Linked DNA regions of Oryctolagus cuniculus: region 1 is linked to region 2. A link is a contact called in public Hi-C data. All regions are on one chromosome and are shown on one strand. The core of a region is the stretch at or near the end of the contact, and the rest is flanking DNA. Distances in the headings are between cores, read along the strand shown.

What was found. A called contact is a pair of places that touch in the nucleus more often than the background predicts.
Region 1: a Hi-C map of liver shows a contact between it and region 2, with 6 times the contacts expected there. The contact joins two enhancer-like sites. A contact is called at or near these places in 6 of 6 Hi-C or Micro-C datasets (ear pinna, embryonic fibroblasts, liver and 3 more).

What each region holds. Positions count from the first base shown.
Region 1 is chr16:19,567,344-19,574,667 of mOryCun1.1, reverse strand. The region is part of intron 3 of JAZF1 (JAZF zinc finger 1); the gene reads left to right. Among named protein-coding and RNA genes, the nearest start is that of JAZF1, 170 kb to the left of the region's middle. Within about 2 kb of position 4,632, at least 1 of the 8 cell types and tissues checked has an H3K27ac peak or open chromatin away from gene starts, as enhancers often do.
Region 2 is chr16:19,493,399-19,500,934 of mOryCun1.1, reverse strand. All of the region lies in intron 4 of JAZF1 (JAZF zinc finger 1), which reads left to right. Among named protein-coding and RNA genes, the nearest start is that of TAX1BP1, 180 kb to the right of the region's middle. Within about 2 kb of position 2,809, at least 1 of the 8 cell types and tissues checked has an H3K27ac peak or open chromatin away from gene starts, as enhancers often do.

The DNA of each region.
Region 1 (7,324 bases), core at 3,383-5,882, 72 kb before region 2:
TCTCTTCCTTCTTTCTCTTCCTTCTTTCTCTTCCTTCTTTCTCTTCTTTCCTTCTCTCTTCCTTCTCTTCCTTCTTTCTCTTCTTTCTCTTCTTTCTTTCTCTTCCTTCTTTCTCTTCCTTCTTTCTCTTCTTTCTCTTTCTAAAAGCTTAACCTATGGGGAAGAAAACTCTGGAACCTCCATTAGGTAAGGCAAAGCAAGCCACAGAGGGAAGATGGCGCCGGGAGAAGCCCGAGTCCGCGGGGGCGTTTGTGGGGACACTCAGCTGTTCTCTTACTCCTCAGAGAGAAGGAGGTGTGTATTCCACCCATTTCTCATGAAAAGTGAGTTCTCTTTCCCACAGCCCCTTAGCTGGTGGCTAGTGTCGAGGCACAGAGCCTGGACTTCGGGCGTGGGTCTGTCCCCACAGCCTGGGACCAACCCAAAGCCTGGTTAGGGCTACTCGTGCTTGAACATCCGTATCATAAAACAAACCAATCCCTGCCGGCTATGTGAGAGGTGCCATGTTGTGAATAAGAAATTTTGAAAAAGGCTAAAAGGAGGCGAGGAGGGGGAACGGAGCTGGAAATGTAGCCCCAGCTCCGCGTGAAACACCCGGAGCCGGTGGCGTCGGCCTGCAGTGGCTGGAGCGCAGGACTGCAGGGCAGGTCACGTTCCAGCCCGTGCCGCTGTGCATCAGACCAGCCCTCAATAAATCTACTAAATGGAAGGAGTAGTGCCAAGGTCACTCGTGTCCCGACATCCTGTGATCGCAAGATGGAATATGAGAAGGAGGCGTAATCCAGGCCAGCAGAGGTTGCCACCCTGATGCCTTTGTAGCCCAGCTGTGGCTAAGATCTTGCTTAATCCTCTCTTTAGGTGGTCTAGCCGGGGTGGGGGGCACAGGTGGAAGCAAGACGGGAGGTGGAGCGCGGTTGTCCGCACCGTCTCCAGTTTCCTGGGCCCTTGGCTTAGAGGAGAGCAGGTTGGAAGCTTCTGGAAAGATGTGGTAGGGAAAAGAGGAGAGGCCTCTGGAATAGAACATTAAAAGTCCAGTGTGAAGAACTTGGCGAGGCCAAGCGGGGGAGCCGCGAGGATGACTGGACCTTTGAGAAAGAAGACCTGAGAGGAGAGGTTAGAGCAACAGCGGTTATGTAACCTGCAGCGCCTCCTGCCAGCGCCTCAGCTCGGCCCGCAAGGCCTGGCCCTTTTCTCTCTGTACCAGGGAAGGACAGACTGCGGCGGCTCCACGAGAACTTTAGATTAGGCTGCAGCAAAGTTCACCCCCTGCCGCAGAATTCTCTGGAATTCTCTGGCTTAAGAAAAACGCAGTGAACCTGCTTGTGATCCCGATACTGGGGGACAGGTTTCCTGTTGCACGGCAGGCGAGGTCATGTGTGGACCGGGAGCACGGCTGGTCCAGAACCAGCAGGTTCATACTCCTCACGCTGACAGGGTCCAGCGAGGGGGACTGTGTCGTTTTTCCCGTTTGCGACACATTGGAGAGCGGAACGGGGTGCCCCTTCCGTGTATGCTGGGGCAGCTGACATAGGAACGACAAGTTCAAGGATGTATGATTTGTGTAGCTTGAAAATTTACAAAATATTTTAACCATAAAGCACTGTAATACCTACTGTGTATCTAACATTTTGCTCTGACAAGTGTTTCAGAGCACTGGTGCCTGAACTTTCTATTTTAGAACAGTCTTATAGTAACAGAACAATTACTCAGCTGGTACAGTTCTCAGATCTCCGTGTCTGCCTTTCCAGATTATTAATGTATTATTAGTGTGGTATGTTTGTTATAGTTGGCTAACCAAATTGATACTTTATTAACTGAAGTCCCCACTTTATTCGAATTCCCTTATCTTTTACCCAGAATCCTTTCTGTGCTCCTGGATGGCACATCAGACGTAGCCATTACGCCTCCTTTAGTTTTTCTTGGCTATTTCAGTTCAGTTCCCTGATTTTAAAAATGGGATGATACTGTCTTCCACCACAACTGTTGGAAATTCCCAGAAAAGCTGGGCCAAGCTTTGTGGATTCCAGAGCTCTCAAACTTCAGCTACATCAGGATTTTAAAAATACAACTTGTTAAAATATAGGTTACAATAATTCCCACACACACTACTCACACCCACAAGTACACATACACTCACGCATTCACACTGACACAGTCACATATACACACTTAACACACATACATACACTCGCGTACATATTCACACACACATACACTCACTGTTACATTCACATACACACTCACATATACTCACACATTTACTCACATACTGTCAGTCACAACACATTCTCACACACATTCACACACATGCACACACCCTCATACAGTCACACACACATACGCTCTGTTATACTCACACATTCACTCATACACCGTTACACACATAGTCACACATTCACAATCAGACTCATGCACACACCCTCACATACAGTCACATTCACCCTCACACAGTTACACATGCTCACATATACTCACACACTCATGCACATAGTCATGCATTCACACACACTCATGCACACACCCAGTCACACACTCACACTCACACACTCAGCCTCTGCTGTTGATAGGTCTGAGGGGTAGAGCGCTGAGCATCTGCCAAGCTCCCAGAATACCCCCTGCCAGCCCAGGGCCACGCCTTCCTACAGCTGCTCTGAGCACAGATTAGGGTTTTTTTTTTTATTTTTTGACAGGCAGAGTGGACAGTGAGAGAGAGAGACAGAGAGAAAGGTCTTCCTTTGCCGTTGGTTCACCCTCCAATGGCCGCCGCGGCCGGCGCGCTGCAGCCAGTGCACCGTGCTGATCCGATGGCAGGAGCCAGGTAGTTATCCTGGTCTCCCATGGGGTGCAGGGCCCAAGTACTTGGGCCATCCTCCACTGCACTCCCTGGCCACAGCAGAGAGCTGGCCTGGAAGAGGGGCAACCGGGACAGAATCTGGCGCCCCAAAGGGACTAGAACCCAGTGTGCCGGCGCCGCAAGGCGGAGGATTAGCCTACTGAGCTGCGGCGCCGGCTGATTAGGGTTTTGTATGGTGGGGTGGGTAGGTCGCCATGCCCCTGCCACTCTCTCCTAATAACAGAGAACTTTTTCAGAGGCCACAGTTTCCTGTTTACTTTTGCTCCAGAAAGCCCACCAACATTAACTGTATCACCACCCAAAGGTATTCCAACTTCTGACGCCCACTTTTATTAGCTCTGTCCCAGCTCCATTTGTGTTGCTGCTCAGTGGCTGGTGTCCCGGCACCAGTCGTGAAAACCGAAGGCACTGGGCTTTGTCCTAACCCGCCTCCCCTTGCAGGAAAGGGCACTTGGCGGAAGGGGAACGTTCTCCCCCAGGCACTCCTAGCGCAGTGTCTCTTTGGGCGGCTACGAGAAGCTTGGGTTGTTAACCATGGTATTTTCACAGCTGTGGATCGAGCTCTGGAGCCGGTGCAGCAAGCAGCCATGGGTTTGTTTTCTGGCCGAGGGCGGCCACTGCTTGCTTTGGGAAAAAAGGATCTGGCGCCTGTTTCTAAGAAAGTGCACTGTAACCTGTAGTGCAAGGTGACAGCAGGCTGCCGTTCCTGCGGCCACACCCTCACTGGCCTCGCAGTGGACACGCGATGGGTGACTCAGGCTACAAAAATTCATGAGTGCCAACCAAACTAGAGTCGCGGACCAAAGGGCAGGTTGCGTCAGCCCTGGTCTCTCTGTGGCTGGCAGTCGGGTCGGATTAAAGACCTGTGCATTCTCTGCCTCCTCGGAGTCACTGCCACCCCAGCTGTCTAGCGTATGGCACGTGCTGTCTGGTCTGAGCCGACCAGGCCACGGTAGTTCTGGGATCAGCAGCTCCAGCTGGGAACTCGTTAGATGCATTGTCTCGGGCCCTTCCCCAGAGCGTCGGGCTCCGGCGCTGCAGGTGACTCCGATGCACGCCCATGTTTACCAAGTTCTTCCACGCCCTGCTAGGGCCTGAGCCACGCTGAAGCACCACCCCTCCCCACACACACCTTCTTTCCCCAAACACAAGAGAGTCTGCTGCTTGTTCAATTGATGCTGGATGCGTGAGGAACCACGGGCTTGTCCTAGCGCAGCGCTCGCAGCTTGGCTGCACATTAGGACCACCTGGGGGCAGCGCAGGTGCCTCACTTCACAGCCCTCTCATCCCAGTTAATGCAAAATGGCCCTGGACTGTGCTGAGACGTAACTACTTTATAAAGCAGCCCAGGGTGAGGTGCGCTGGCCTTGGGAGAGCGAACACGGGGCAGGAGGTGCAGGCACCCTCGGGAGGCCCACGTTCCCCAGGCTGGGGCTGGCGCTGGGGCTGGCGGAGGGCGGAGGTGACAGAGAGGAAGTCCCCAAAGTGCTTTCCTCAAAGCTCTACTCCAAGGAAGACCAAAGGCAGGTTAACATGCGGGCTCTGCGTGGGTCCACAGGGGATTTCCAGAGAAACGGAGCATCTCGGGACAGGCCGCTTTGTTCTCATGTGCACGAGATGCACCCTCGGCCTGCATCCCAGGCCTGGGGCCCCCTCCGAGGGGGCTGCCGGGCTCTGGTGACCCCTCGGAAACACCCTCCTAGTTCTGTCCTGGGCCCCGTGGAGCCCCCTGGGCGCCCCCTTCCTCCCTGGAATCCCCTCAGGGGGAGCACAGGGGGAGCTCTGGATGCAGCCCCTGCCCCTCGCGGGCCATCCTGTCAGCCACAGCTTTTCTTCCCCACAACGTCGGTCCTTAGCTTCCCCCTGTGCTTCAACTAAGAGGGTTTTGGTTTTGTTTTTTTAAAGAAGAAAAGGGAATGTTTCCATAATAAATAATTCCTTATTCGTGAGTCTGTCCATGTCTGATTCAGAAGGTCAGGTGGGGAGATTTAATGTGAAATATTAGCTGTCTTTGCCAATTGCTGCGCCCTGTTACCATGCCATAAGCCAGGAATAGAAGTGACCTGTTTGCAGTGACAGATCAAAATTTAGTGCCGTGCTGATGGTCCAGAATGAAGATTTTTTGACACAGTAAATGAAATACGTACCCGTGCATTTCTGGTTGGGATTTAGCTGACCAAGTAGTTCAGTTATAATTATATTATTTTTACTCCTGGAGATCATTACTCTGGATGAAAAATGCCTCAGCATTCAGACTGTTAAGATGTGGATGGCGAACATTATTTAAAACAAAATTATTTTTTTTCTGGACTATGAAATGGCTTTATGGGCATGTAGAAGCTAGAATATGGTTGTTAGCATTTAAAATTAAATAAAAACATGGAAAGTAATTTTTTTTTGTTTCAAAAATAAGCCCTACCGTCCGTCATTGTAGGCTGCCTCCTGTGATCCATCTCCTGTCCCTTAAGCCCCTTATAATGCAGTGAGGAGCCCCGTCTTGCAGCTACGTAGTCAACATAAATCTGAGGATCTGAATTTTATAAAAGGGCATTGAGGGAGGGCTGTGGGGTTGGTTTATCATGTTTTTATGAGGAGGCAATGCTTTGGGGATTGAAACTTTTTTTTTTTTTAAAGATTCACTTATTTGAAAGTCAGGTTAGAAGGGGAGAGAGAGGGATCTTCATCTGCTGGTTCACTCCCCAGATGGCTGCAGGGGCCAGGGCTGGCCCAGACTGAAGCCAGGAGCCCAGAGCTGCTTCGGGGTCTCCCACGTGGATGAGGGGGCCCAAGCACTTGAATATCTGCTGCTGCTTTTCCCAGGCCATTATCAGGGAGCTGGATCAGAAGTGGCGCAGCAGACTTGAACTGGCATCCATATGGGATGGATGCCAGCGCTGTAGGCAGAAGCTTTACTTGCTACGTGACAGCACCGGCCCCTGAAATATCTTAAAAGTAGTTGTAAGTCTGATCTGACCTCTGGATCACTGCATGTGGTCTTTTTTTTTTTTTTTTTTTTGGTCAACATCTCCCTGGGCTCTGATTACCCAGGTGTTAGAAGGACTTCAAATGTGCTGTCAACCGCGGGTTTGAAAGGCTGTGTGTTAACAAGGCACAGAGGTGCTGCCACCAGCCGCAACACCTGACCGTGTTTGCCTTACGGCAGCTTCCTCCCCGCCCTCTGTACTGCAGCACCTGCGGTGTCTGGTGCTGCAAGAAGACACCTTTCACAGAGAACATGTGTAAGATTTAAGGTGGTCTCCCTCTGACCACTGCCTTTTTTGTGATATGATGTCTTCCTTCTCTACAATGCATTTTAAAACCCAGAAGTTTAAACCTAGACTTCCTGGGGAGTCATTGTTCTAAATCTGAAAGGTGAGTTTTAAGGAGACTGTAATCAGAGTTAACCTGTGTTTATGAAAAGGAGAAATCCCTAGGTGATTACCTTTCTTCCAGCTCTCCAAAGACCTTTCCTCTAAACTCCGCAGGTCTCTTCTCCGTTGACTTGATTAATGAATATTTTACCCACTAAAATTGGCCATTAATTCTTTCCTTGGGTTGCAGCAATTATTGCATCTTTCAAGTAAGATCTAATTAGCATAATAAGCAGGTGATGCGGGGAACGTCGGGAGCTAGCTGCTTAGCACTACCCAGTCACCGCCCAGCGAGCAGCAGTGGCCATCTCTTGGTGGATCCCAGCAACCACATTTGGGGAAAACTCACCAGATCACCCCAGGAAAGGAACTTAGATGAAGTAGTTCTGTTGATACTGTTAGGAAATATTACCTAATGACTTAGAGTTATGGTGTCATTTAATAATTAAGAGTGCTGTTACCTTCCAGCCATTTATAGGTTCTTTGATCATAAAGACTTCCCAGTCCCTCTGCATAGCACTGGGGACAGAAGAGACACGGGATGCTGGCTCTGGAGAAGCGGAGTCTGTCGGGAACATAAACACGTGGCCGCATAGCTCATCCTTTTGGTAGACCGTGTACCAAGGCAGGTTCTACCATGCAGGCCCCTGGAATGCTCTGCAGAGCAGATGAGCTTTGCAGTAGGCTGAGGATGACTGCGCCGGAGTGGGCAAGGAGGTATCCCAGAGTAGAAGGAACTGCACATGTAACCAAAGTATGTCAGCCCAGGGCCAAGGAGCAGAAGAGAGGCCACAAAAGGGGCTGTTCATGGAGGGCGGGGTGGGGGGAGGTTGCAGGGTACAGGATGTTGAGGTACCCTTGAGCTAGCCAAAGCAGCTGCAGAGGTGATGCTGTCGCCAGAGCCTGGAGAGAGTGGCAGCTCTAGAAGAGGGGTCGCTTCCCAGAGCCGTGGCCACTACCTTGCCAAACCCAGCCTGGCTGGGAAGGAGCAGAACAAAGTCCCGACCTTCCACTCCCTCCACCCTCTGCTCCCTGCTGGTGCTTCCTGGTAGCTGAACCCAAGCGGAAACCAGAAGTGAGCGTCGTGGTGAAAGAGCCT
Region 2 (7,536 bases), core at 1,560-4,059:
TCTCAACAGTAGCTACTGTTTATTGAATACTTGCTATTGCCAGACACTGTTTGAAGCACTTTGTGTCATTTTAACTCATGTAATCCTCACCACTACTTTATCCCTGCCTCACAGATGAGACAACTGAGTCATGACAAGAATAAGTATCTGCCCAAAACTGTGGCACCAGTGAGTGCTGCAGCTGAGATTACTGCAGAACAAAGAACTAGTGCATGGATGACCAGGCCAGGATCGGGAAGTGGGTTCTCGGAGGATTTTTTTTTTTTTTTTGAGACTGACTTATTCGTTTGAAAGGCAGAGCTACAGAGAGGCAGAGGGAGGGAAGGGAGTGACAGAGACAGACAGACAGACACCTGGATTGAGCTGCTACCTCCTGGCTTCAGCCTGGTCCAGTCTCACCTATTGCAGGCATTTGGGGACTGAAGCAGTGGGTGAGAGCTGTCCATCTGCCTGTGTGTTTGTGAGTCTGTCTATTTCTCTGCATTTCAAATAAATAAGTTTCTTTCAAAAGATATATTGCTAAAATTAAGGAGGAAAAACTATTTAAAAAATTGGAAAAGAAAATGCACAAAAATGCAATCCATAGTTTTCTGTAGTAAATGATGGTGACTGGAATGAGATTGTCAGAACCTTCCTTTTATGTAAGTATTTCTGTCATGTTTAGATTGTTGGGAACAGATAGGTTACTTTCAAATTTCAAAGCAAAGAGAGATAGAAAATAAGTTTTTTTTTTTTTTTTTTTTTTGACAGGCAGAGTGGACAGTGAGAGAGAGAGACAGAGAGAAAGGTCTTCGTTTACCGTTGGTTCACTCTCCAATGGCCGCCGCGGCCGGCGCACTGTGGCCGGCACATCGCGCTGATCCAAAGCCAGGAGCCAGGTGCTTCTCCTGGTCTCCAATGCTGGTGCAGGGCCCAAGCACTTGGGCCATCCTCCACTACATTCCCGGGCCACAGCAGAGAGCTGGACTGGAAGAGGGGCAACCAGGACAGAATCCGGCACCCCGACCGGGACTAGAACCCAGGGTGCCGGCACCACAGGCAGAGGATTAGCCTATTGAGCCACAGCGCTGGCCAAAAATAAGTTTTAATATATGCTCCTATTCAGTGAGATAGATGGGACTCCCTAATGGGACACAAAGCTTTTTTCATGGCATATGCTGTTGTTACACATCCATAAAAACAGGAAAAAACACTGATCGCTTAATTTTTTGTCTATAAGCAAAAAACCTATTCTACAGATGCTTAGGTGTCTTCAAGTCTGTATGATATTTATCTTCTAGTTGTTGCATATGTTTTAAACGGAAGGAATCGTACTTTGTTTGCCCTTGAGCAAACCAGAATGAGAAAATGTCACGGGACAGCATACAGGCGAAAGTGCAGTGAGAATAGCAGCAGGGACCTCTCCTGAGTACCTTGCGTCCCTTCGTTTGCTCTCCATGACAGCCCGCTGGGGGAGGTGATCAGTTGGTCCCCATTTTTCAGTTCAGGGCAATAGGCAGAGCAGCGTCAGAAACATGTACAGAGTTATTAAGTTGGAGTGGGTTTCAGACTTTCTCTGGAAGTTACTGGGTGGATTTCTTGTTAACTGCCACGTGTAGCTGCCTCCCTGTGGGTATGAGAGCTTTCTTCCTAATGCCCAAACCTCTCTCAGCTCTCTGAGGGGGCATACCCAGACTGTAAAGTTGGCAAAGCTTGAGCAACTCTAGCTGACACCTGGCAGGACAAGTCCACAAAGACAACGTAATGCTTAGCAGAGCGTCTCCTGAAGATTCAGGAATGAGGGAAGCCAACAATGCAGAACTGCATGCCAGTGCCATAAAGCCCTAGCCCCTGTTTGACTTGCTGTGTAACAAGATACTGAAACTGGAAGTTGCCAAGCATGTCCATGAGGCCAAATATTTGGCTGTGATTAAAGCAGGAAATGGTATGAAAACTGGCCTTCATTCTGCAGGGGATAATAAATCAGAACATGTAAATACAAACGCTGGCCTCACCAACCGTTTTGCACCATCGACCAGCAGGGCCAGTAACCTGGATAGACAAGGGACAGCCTGTGCGTGTCCACCACCACCATCATCAGCCGGCAGAATCTGGGTAGAAGCAAACTCGCAGACAAAGCGAAACTCAATGCTTACGTGCCCTTTCAGGATTACCTCGTCCCAGAGTTTGTGCAGTAGATGCGAGCTACGTAACACAGAGAGAATTCGTGCTGAGCTTCCCTCAAGGAGAATGCATGGGTGTGTCAATAAAACGTAAAGGTTGTTGAGAAGCAGCAAGTCAGCATTTTGACTGTTGCAGCTCTACTGTGTCCACTGTGCTCAGAGAAACTCGCCAGCCGAAGTGAAGCGTGTCGCTGTGGACGCACAGGAAGAGGGGGCGGGCAGATACTGCTGGAACTGGTGACTGGTGGACGCGGTGCCAGAGACCATGCTAGACGGAACGGTCAAAACAAGCAGTGCTGTTGTTGCTGGCCACCACGGAAAACATAGCTTCTTGGCAAGCATGTAATTTTTCTCACTTGGTTTTCCTTCCGAGCTCTGCCTAACCTCTCATTCTTTGGGTCATCTCTCTTTTCCCTAAAGTAAAGGGGAAGGAAAAAAAAAAACTTTAATGACATTTTTAGGAAAAACAAATGAGGAATGATGGCTGAAACTTGAGCAATCATGTTTGGACTGCAGATGTTCTGAACTCCTGGGGAGGTGATGCAGAAGGAGGGACCAGGGCTGGGACCATAAACCAGCAGGACCCTGGGCGTGAGTGCCTCCTTCATTGGTGCCCCAGTGGAGCTCGGGCAACCCGCTGCTGTGTGACCTGGCCAAGTAGTAACTGCTTCCGCTTCCGCTGTCAGAGCACGGTGCAAGGAAGGCACTTTGCATGGGCTCACTGGCCTTTTGTGTGTCTTTGGAGAAATGGCCATGTAAATCCTTTGCCCTTTGTTCGATTTTTTTTTTTTAATGTTGAGTTTTAAGAGTTCTCTATGTGTTTGCTGTGTGATGTCTCCATCACTTGATGAGATTGCTTGTAACATAAAGGTTTTACGTTTAATGAAGTCCAATTATCTGTTTGTTTCTTGGGCCTTGGGTGTCGTATCTAGAGAATCACTGTGTAACCCAAGCTGAGGAGGATTTATGCCCTTTGTTTTCTTCTTCTTTTTTTTTTAAGATTTATTTGTTATTTGAAATTCAGAGTTACGCAGAGAGAGAGAGAGAAAGAGAGAGAGAGGTCTTCCATCCTCTGGTTCACTCCCCAGATGGCAGCAATGGCCAGAGCTGCACCAATCTGAAGCCAGGAGCTTCTTCCAGGTCTCCCATGTGGATTCAGGGGCCCAAGGACTTGGGCCATTTTCTACTGCTTGCCCAGGCCACAACAGAGAGTTGGATCAGAAGTGGAGCAGCGGGGACACGAACCAGCAGCTATATGGGATGCCAGCACTGCAGGCGGCAGCTTTGCCAGCCACGCCACAGGCCCTTCGTTTTCTTCTAAGAGAAAACAAAATTGCCACATTGAGGTGACCTTTCCTTACTACACCATATCCAGTCGAGATCCTTGGACTTAAGCCAGTGACCAGGCAGGGCCTGCAGAGAGTTCCTGAAAGACCCAAGTCAGCAGTGCTGGGCCCCAGGTGTCTGCCTCCAGGTTGCCGAAGCTCACGCGTGCTCCTCCACCTCGCTGGGGTTGGATACGTGCCCCTCTATCAAATGAGTGCTCCGGTTTCTGAGAACGGTCCGCCCAACTGGCTAGACCTCCATGTGGAATTAATGACAGTTTCAGCGTGCTCTTTCAACTCGCATGCACCTAATTAAAAAGTAAAACTTTCAAGTGGTTGACTGCCTAAAGAGAAACGCATTCTTTATGTTGGTTGTTTGCAAAATGCCACCTGTGTACAGGTTTTACATCTCATTTCCTGGATTATCCTTCCTGTGCCAGCTCACAGTGTGGGGCGTTAGGAGCCAGTATGCCTTTTTTTTTTTTAAACCACTTAAAAAATTCCCAGGAAGGTTTTTTTCCACTCCAACTGCCTTCCCATTATGTTCTGCAGTCTGCCAAGCTTGCCAGAACTCAGCAGGTAGTCCACATGGTATGCGTGTCTGTGTGAGAACGCTCCGCTGATGTGGACAAGATGTTGGTTGTAAAGTGAAGCCAACATCTTGTCCACAAGTGTGCAGAAAATACAGTGTATCCATAAGCATCGAGGCCATAAAGAATATTTAGCTAAATATAGCTCACTAACATGACTCTATTGTTGTAAATGTGATTCAGACATCCAAGCTTCTATATCCAAGGGAGAAAATCTATAGCCAGACTATGTGTTCTTGTTTGTACTTTTCTCCTAAACACAAAACATCAGAATATCTGTGTGTGTGTGTGTATGTGTGTGTGTGTGATAAACTGGAGAGTCCCAAAAGAGACTCAGGGAATGCTTTTTGCTGCACATTGCCTGCTGCAGAAGCAGATCTGCTTGCTTCCTGGACCTTCCATTTCTGCTGGTTCTCGATGTCTCTGTGCTTCCAGTTTGTTTTGGAAAAATGTCTGCTTAGGCCGGCGCCGCGGCTCACTAGGCTAATCCTCCACCTAGCGGCGCCGGCACACCGGGTTCTAGTCCCGGTCGGGGCGCCGGATTCTGTCCCGGTTGCCCCTCTTCCAGGCCAGCTCTCTGCTGTGGCCAGGGAGTGCAGTGGAGGATGGCCCAAGTGCTTGGGCCCTGCACCCCATGGGAGACCAGGAGAAGTACCTGGCTCCTGCCATCGGATCAGCGCAGTGCGCCGGCCGCAGCGCGCCGGCCGCGGCGGCCATTGGAGGGTGAACCAGGAAGACCTTTCTCTCTGTCTCTCTCTCTCACTGTCCACTCTGCCTGTCAAAAAAAAAAAAAAAAATGTCTGCTTAGTGGTGACCAGTCAACTGATGATTGTCCCTGTTCCCACTCTCTGCACAGAGTTACTGTGGGATGTTGCATGTCTGTGTCAACCGGAAGTGGAGTATTATCTTTATTAAACCTCAACCTTTGGCCTCCTTTTACCAGGAACGTTTTGGGCCCCATGTGAAGACAGATCTTAACAGTGAGAATTCAACGAGTGTGTACTTTAAAAAAGCACCAACTTGGACATTTCAAAAACGGAAGTGTTTGAAGGGAGCAGTTAACAGCCTTGCTATATGTATTTATGTCCTGAATGGTATTCAGTTGTGACTGTAAACGTTAGAGGCGAGAGATCTCGGTGTGTTACAGTATCTCACCTGCGATTAGCCCAGAGCCGGCCAGCTGCAAGTAGAGAGTCAGCCTTTGTGAAATTAGGTTGTATTCATAGCTCCTAAAACAGAAGCCAGCGCTGAAAACAGATAGACCAGAAAAGGCTGAGACAGCGCTTCATCTAGTACACTCAGGGGCTTGCATGCTAACATTTTGCTTTGAATTTGTTCTTCAAACTAAGGGCCTTGTCTGGAATTACCCCCAGATCATCAACAGCCGCCACCAGCCAGTCCACACGAAGGTGTGATGTGAAAGGAGGGAGGTGGAGTTTGGAGGATGGAGATTGTGTGGTTTTTTCTTTTGGGGGGGGGGGTTGTTTTTTAAGGCAATTACTTGGTCTCTGTTCTGCTTCTGTATTCCCACTTTCAGCCAACTTGAAATGGAAGTATGGATTTCTCTTGGCCCATTTACCATGCCTGGGAATGCACTTCCTGGCCCCAACGCTCACAGCCACGGGCAGAGCTCTTCATTGGCACATGGGAACTGTGCCAGGGCTGCACTTCTGACTTGCCAGTGGCCTTGTGAAAGTCTTTTCATCAACACAAGCACACAATGCTAAACCAGTCCACAGCGCCACCTTCTACATCACACACTTCCAGTTTACAAATGAGCTGGATTCCAAAAGTCTGTTGATAAATCAGTTGGTTGAAAAATAATGTGTTTTGCATGTGTCATGCATGCAGCAACCAGGGTCCAGGGTAGCCCACAGAAGCTCCTGTAGCCAGAACATAGCTGGAGCTTTGCACAGGCTGATAAGGAAATGAGGAAAATGACTCTGTGTAACGAGTGGCGTGGTACGGCCGTGTAACGTAATTCCTACACAAACAGTTTAGCGTTCATTGAATATTATTGTTGGTCCAAAAACATTTGAATGGGAAAGGGTCAGGAAGTAAGGAGAAATGTTTGTGGAGGTTTATAAGATAAACTCGAGGGATATTAATGGAGAAGATGAAGGGGAGAAATTCTAAGTAGTGCAACCTGGGAAACAAGGAGAAGAGTAAGCAAGGGCATGAATGTAAACAGGGAGAAAAAGGGGAGTTGTCCCAGCTGCTGCCAGGAACAAGAGGCAGCACAGGGAAGAGGTTCTGAACCCTGGTGATAAGGGAATCGGGACATTTTTCTTTCTGTGTATTCAAATACACCTGCAATGTTTTGTTTTGTTTTGTTTTTTCCTTTAGTGAGCATGAGAGTCTTTGGAGGCTTTTGTGTGTGAATAGTACAGTATTCAGAAGAAAAAGTCGTATTGGAATTCTGGGTGTTGATGGTAGGTGTGTGTCCTCAGCTGATATTCACATGCCTTAGACTGGATCATATTTGTAGTTAGAGGCAGTGTGGCTCAGTGGGTTTTGATGTCAGTCACTGCACAGGACGGGGTCACTGCGAACTCCATTTCATCACGAAGCCCACTTTCCTTTGTAATAATCCCCCCGTCACAGAGTTGTTGATGGAGCCACCCTGGTAACTTTTTTTTTTTGCTAAGCGCCTCCCCCAGCAGCCTGGTATTGTGCTCAGTGAATGACAGGTGTCATGTCACCAGCTCTTACACAATTTGATCAGATTTGCAACCCTTACATGTTTATATGTAATGACAAAAACACCAGCTTGAAGATACGTACAAATTTTTAACATATGGGAATGTATAAACTTAAAGGCTAAAGAAGAGAATCCTTGTTTTTAGTAGCCTACCTGATCACCACACATTAAACAGTTCTTAATCCATTTGGCATATGGGTTTGCAGGAGCGTGAGTTGAGGAATTGTTGTTACATTGTCATGAAGTTCATTTTCACATCTTGAAAGACTTCATTTTTGGCTTTGGTCTCAATTCATTTCTAGCTGTAGTTATTTAAAGAAAGGATGAGTTTTCAGCAAATGGATCCACATTAAAATGGTTTGGTATAGGCCATATGTAACTAAAACCATCATTTAAAGTCTCTGCTTTTCAAAAGTCTATATTTCATGCTGGGAACCGCACGTTTGACTTAGCATTTCCAGCTGACTGAGAACGTAAGCTGTGTCCTCTTTCCCACCTGCACTTGCACTGCACACGGCGGTGTCTGGGATTGCACTTGGCAGTCGTCTCCGTAAGACACTGCATTATGATGTGGGAACACTTGTCAAACACCAGTGGTTTTCTCAACTGACTGGCTATAAAGCCAAGATTGTGCTACTTCAAACAGCATTCTAATTATGCGTGGACTGATACCACCCATGCATCGTTTTTGTCCAGGATTGGATTTGAGAACCATTGGGAGAAATGCATCAGGTCACTCAATGCCGTGGTCCCCTCCA